2 separate regions of the Mus musculus genome follow, and region 2 is linked to region 1. A link is a contact called in public HiChIP or PLAC-seq data. All regions are on one chromosome and are shown on one strand. The core of a region is the stretch at or near the end of the contact, and the rest is flanking DNA. Distances in the headings are between cores, read along the strand shown. Region 1 overlaps Acly (ATP citrate lyase). Region 2 overlaps Jup (junction plakoglobin).

Region 1 (2,526 bases), core at 18-2,517:
CAAGCTTTCCTAGGACCGGCCCTACAACAGGAAAAACCGCGCACGTAACACATGCGCAGAAAGGAAAAAAGAGCCCCACAAAAACACAACAACCCCATGAAATAAAAGTCGGCTACAAAATCAGGACACAAACCTGGGCTACGTAACAGGTAGTGAGTTTAACTTCTCCCCGAAAGATTCATCCTAGGTATGTAAGGAATTACGAAGGGACGGTCAGTGTCTTAAGGCCGTTCGTGCCTGGGTGTCCCTTTCTAATCTGTGATGACGAAGGATTAGAGCCTCTCCCAGAAGAACAAGTAAGGAATGGGCTTATAGAACTCTTCTGGAGCTTTAAATAAATAAATAAATAAATAAATAAATAAATAAAAAGGAGGCCCTCCCAGGGGTTGGGTAGATGCCCCAGCAGTTAACAGCCCTTGCTACTCTTCTAGAGGACTGGGCTTCAGTTCCTAGCACCCAAATGGTGGATCACACACATCTATGAGTCCATTTCCAGGAGACTGGCACCTCACTGACTGCTGCAGGCAGGAGGCATAGGCACACATGGTGTACGTGGTGTGCAGACACACAAAGGCAAAACCGCACATATACATAAGATTAAAAAAAAAAATGAAAATTATAAAAGAAGCTGGCCTCACTGCTCCAGCCGTCTTTCCCAGCGAGTGGAGACAGTTCCTCCTTCACTGCTGCTCACGGCCAACAGAGCAAACTCTCAGCCCCAGAATCTTACCGGCTGTACCACCAGGACGATTGCTTTAAGGTGTACAGTGCCAGGGTGCTTGAATTCTTAAAAATGCAAATCCCAGACTACCTTTATAATCAAAAGGAGACCCCTCCCTCAAAAACAACAATGGCAACAACAACGTACCTCCCCAAGAACTACGATCATCTTGACTCCTGGAGTGTCCTGGTAGCGCAGCACGTGATCCATGAATGTGGACCCAGGGTACCTGTGGGGGGCAGGGAGGACAGAGGATCAAGGGACAGCCTGGGGAGGTGTGGGAGCATGTGAGAAGCACTCCACTACATACACGGATTGTTCATGGGTGTCAGATTCAGCAGCTCAGGCTAATGGAAATAGGTGTGGGGCGTTAAGAGCAGTTCCCCTCAACAAACTTACACAACTTCATTAGGGCCTCAGGGTTTGGGCAGTGAGTAACACACCATGGATGCTGCCGCTAACTAACTCCACTGTAGAAGATTCCCAGCTCCTACCTGTCCCCGCCGATGGCCACGCCCTCATAGACACCATCTGTGGTCCGAGAGATGATGTTATTGAGTTCATTAGACATGCCTCCTGAACGTGAGACGTAGGCCACGCTGCCTGGGCGGTACAGTTTGGAGGCCAGGATGTTGTCCAGCATTCCACCAGTATTCCCGATCTTAAAGCATCCAGGCTTAATGCCCCCAACCTTCAGAGGCAGAAACAGCAGTTAAGGCGAACCAGGGTGCCGGAGGAACAATGAAACCCTACCTTACCTGCCCTGTGCCTCTGTCTAAAGTGGAGAGAAGTGGCTGGAAGGATTACACTGTTGGGAGCCGCCCCCACATTCGCCGTCACAAGATGGCGCTGACATCCTGTGTTCTAAGTGGTAAACAAATAATCTGCGCATGTGCCAAGAGTAATTTTCCACTACATGTACTCTGCCTTTACTCGGCCATGGGCTGCAGCCAATCAGGGAGTGATGCGTCCTAGGCGAAGGATAATTCTCCTTAAAAGGGGACGGGGTTTCCGCCATTCTCTCTCTTACTTGAGCTCTCTTGCTTGCGCTTTTGCGCTCTGCGCTCTGGCGCGCTGGCTCCTAAAGATGTAAGCGGGGGGGGGGGGGGGGGGCCTTTCGTTTTTGGGGCTTGGGGCTTGCGCTCCTGGCTCCTGAAGATGTAAGCAATAAAGTTTTGCCGCAGAAGATTCTGGTTTGTTGTGTTCTTCCTGGCCGGTCGTGAGAACGCGTTTAAGATTACACCTGCCCATGAAGAACCTCTTCCCTCCCTTAGGACACTCTGCGAGACGTGTGTCTAAGACAAGGCTCTATACTCAGTTCTACACCAGTCTGCTTAACAGTACGTCCTCTCCCTTACATCATGGGTTACAACACCCAGCAAAGATGTGCCTGCCACACAGCTGGGCTTCTCTAGGTACAATGACATCTTGCTTATTACAAACAATCCTTTACTCATTACAAAATGGTATTTCAGCATCCCTATCCAGCACGTATGAGGTCCTCAGAGAGTCTCTAGCACCAGGGTGGGGAAGAAAGAATCCTAGCTCCTACTTTTTTTTGTTTGTTTTTTGAGACAGTATCACACTATGCAGCCCTAGTTAGCCTGAAAATCATTATGGAGACTATCCTTGAACGAAAAGAGATCTGCCTGCATCTGGCTCCCAAGTACTGAAAATAAAGATGTTACCACCACCACACAAAGCCTTAGCTTCAAATTTTTATTTAAATTTATTTTCGTTTTATGACTCTGGGTATTTTTGCTTATTTTGTGTGTATGTACTATATGCCAAGTCCAGAAGACGAC
Region 2 (2,526 bases), core at 8-2,507, 120 kb before region 1:
AGCCCTGGCTGTCCTGGATTCCCTTTGTAGACCAGGCTGGCCTGAAACTCACAGAGTTGCACCTGCCTCTGCCTCCTGAGTGCTGGGATTAAAGGTGTGCCCAATCTCGCTATAGGTATGTTCGCATGTGTCTCTATATGTGTGTATCGTGGTGACTGTGTTTTGGGGCACGTGTGCACTTGAGTGTATGTTCTTGTGTATGATGATCAGAGGTTGGAGTCACATGTTCCCTTCTGTTGCGTCTCAATTTTTCAGGCAGGGTCTGTCTCTGAACCTGCAGCTCCAGGTCTGGCAAGGCTCACTCCTCCTGTCTCCGCTCCTCCCACGCTGCTCGGGTTAAAAGCTGCTGCAGCACCTGAGTGCTGGGAATCTGATCTCAGCTCCTCGAGGATGCACGGCAAAGCCCCACTGGCAGTCATCTCCCAGCCCCACCAATAATGCTGATTTCTGCCTGCCATGGTAGAATAAGGCACGTTCCTGTGTATTAGTTCAAAGTCTGTCCTACAAACCTATGAGTTCATTCCACTGAAGGTAGGTCAGGATGAGACCTTAACTCTGAAAACTGATAAAAAATATTTTCAAAGGAAAAAAAAAATCTTGGGCTGGGGATGTAGCTTGGGGGTAGAGTTCTTGCCCCTGAGCTTGGCCCTGACTCAATCCCCAGGGCCACAAAGCAAAACAAATGCATCCCATGATTTGTGAGGCCTCACTGCACATGGCAGTATGACATATTAAAGCATTCTTCTATTTTGTTTAAAAGATAAGGTCTTGCTATTAGCCCAGGCTACCCTAGAACTGTCTCTCAATGCCCCAGTCTCAGCCTCCCCAGGGCAATATCACACACTGCCATTCTTTAGATTTTTTTTTTTTTTTTTGGTTTTTCAGGGTTTCTCTGTATAGCCCTGGCTGTCCTGGAACTCACTCTGTAGACCAGGCTGGCCTCAAACTCAGAAATCCACCTGTCTCTGCCTCCCAAGTGCTGGGATTAAAGGCATGCGCCACCAGATTATTTTTAAAGTCAAAGATAACCCAGGCTAGCCTTGAGCTCACTGAGTATATCCAAGGCTGGTCTTGCATGGCTAATCCTCCTGCCTCCGCTCCTCAGAGCTGGAATGAGAAGCATGTACCACCACACCCAGTGGTTTCCTTCAAAACTACTTCCTCACCATTAGACAAAGGGCTTGTTTTTAACAGCTGTGTCTGCAGTAGTTATCTCGGTTCAGTTATGCTAAATGATTTTCCCCAAGAGAGAGTCCCATCTGAATTCCAGGCCAAAGGATAGCTCCCAGACTGCCCTTCCCCCAAGTAGGCGAGACCCAAGACGCTCAGTTTATCCAACCCTCAAGCTGGCCAATTTGACAGTGGAAAATGGCCTCTCACTGGGAGCTAAATTTCATTTCTGTAAATTCCTGGGCCGAGCATTCTGCTTATGAGCCACCTGGGAGCCACTTGTTGACTCTGTGAGCACCACACTGTTAGGACCCAGTGTTAATGAGCTCCGGTGTGCTGAGGCGCTGGCTCCTAGGTTCCATGTTTGTCCCTTTCCTGTTTCTTGAATCTGCAGATGCTCTTCATGTCTGCATGTGGCTGCACTTCAAGAAGGCTCTCGTGATCTAAGTTCGGAAAGCCACTTATCCACCCTTCTCTACACAGACCTAGACTACTCCTGGCCCACACATTCCAAACCCCTCAGCAGCACCTGGGGACAGATCTGCCCATCTGTACCGGACTCACCTGGACAAACAGGGGAATGGTGTTGAGCCGGAAGATCTCCATGCGGTTCATGGGATCCCGGGCGAGGATGTGCAGGGCTCCGGTGCAGCCTTCCACGATCTCCTCCATCCTCACACCATCCGTGTAGGGCTGCTGGGTGCCTGCAGCCACATGGCGCTGGGCGTCCTGGTGGGCCTTGACCAACAGCTGGACGAGGCGGGGAATGACCGCGGCCTCCTGCAGAGGGGCATGGTTGGCTGGGCACAGAGCCAGGTTCCGGATCAGGCCAATAGTTGCCTGGCAAGAAAGGAGGCAGTGATGAGTGGAGGGGCGGGTAGTCCTTAAACATCTGGAGGATCCCTGATCCCCGGCTTTAGGTATTTTGTCCTTCCTGTCATCTCTTCTGAATCTGAGTCCCACTTCAGCAACAACCGCAGAGTCAGGAGCATCCTGGCTACTCCTGGAACGGAACTGGGGGCTTGTGGGCGGGGCTGTAGGCACAGAACTGAAGGAATCTAGAGCTAAGGTTGGGGCTTTAGCTCAGTTAGGACACACAAAGGGTTGGATACCCAGCACCGCACAGAGTGGGTGTGATGGCACAGAACTTACCCCAGCAAGTAGGGAGAGGCTGAGGCAGGAGGATCAAGGCGAACCTTGGCTACAATCTGAGGTTAGCTTGGGATACCTGAGACTGTACTTTTTTTTTTAATAATAATAATAGTAATAAAGGAACTAGATTGCTAAGGTGGGACATGTCTATAGTATTCTCAGCAGTCAGGAGCCTGAGGCAGGAGGATTGAAAGTCTAAGGACA

The links. HiChIP or PLAC-seq counts read pairs in DNA pulled down with a chosen protein or histone mark.
Region 2: a contact with region 1 is called in an H3K27ac HiChIP or PLAC-seq map of embryonic stem cells, with 17 read pairs. The contact joins two enhancer-like sites. A contact is called at or near these places in 2 of 39 promoter capture datasets (hippocampal neurons and liver), 3 of 15 datasets of contacts at CTCF or cohesin (the NIH/3T3 cell line, large pre-B cells and pro-B cells), 103 of 484 Hi-C or Micro-C datasets (the 4T1 cell line, the AML12 cell line, B cells and 55 more), 13 of 115 datasets of contacts at active chromatin or transcription factors (acute myeloid leukemia, bone marrow-derived dendritic cells, differentiating embryonic stem cells and 7 more) and 3 of 9 other capture datasets (adipose tissue, liver and pancreatic islet).

What each region holds. Positions count from the first base shown.
Region 1 is chr11:100,492,669-100,495,194 of GRCm38.p6, forward strand. It overlaps Acly (ATP citrate lyase), which reads right to left. Exons shown (of 28, transcript NM_134037.3): 17 at 1,216-1,412; 18 at 869-950. Among named protein-coding and RNA genes, the nearest start is that of Mir7116, 15 kb to the left of the region's middle. Within about 2 kb of position 1,268, at least 20 of the 459 cell types and tissues checked have an H3K27ac peak or open chromatin away from gene starts, as enhancers often do. A contact at or near this core is called in embryonic stem cells, where this site is marked.
Region 2 is chr11:100,374,989-100,377,514 of GRCm38.p6, forward strand. It overlaps Jup (junction plakoglobin), which reads right to left. Exons shown (of 14, transcript NM_010593.2): 9 at 1,735-2,010. Among named protein-coding and RNA genes, the nearest start is that of Hap1, 20 kb to the left of the region's middle. Within about 2 kb of position 1,258, at least 33 of the 459 cell types and tissues checked have an H3K27ac peak or open chromatin away from gene starts, as enhancers often do. A contact at or near this core is called in embryonic stem cells, where this site is marked.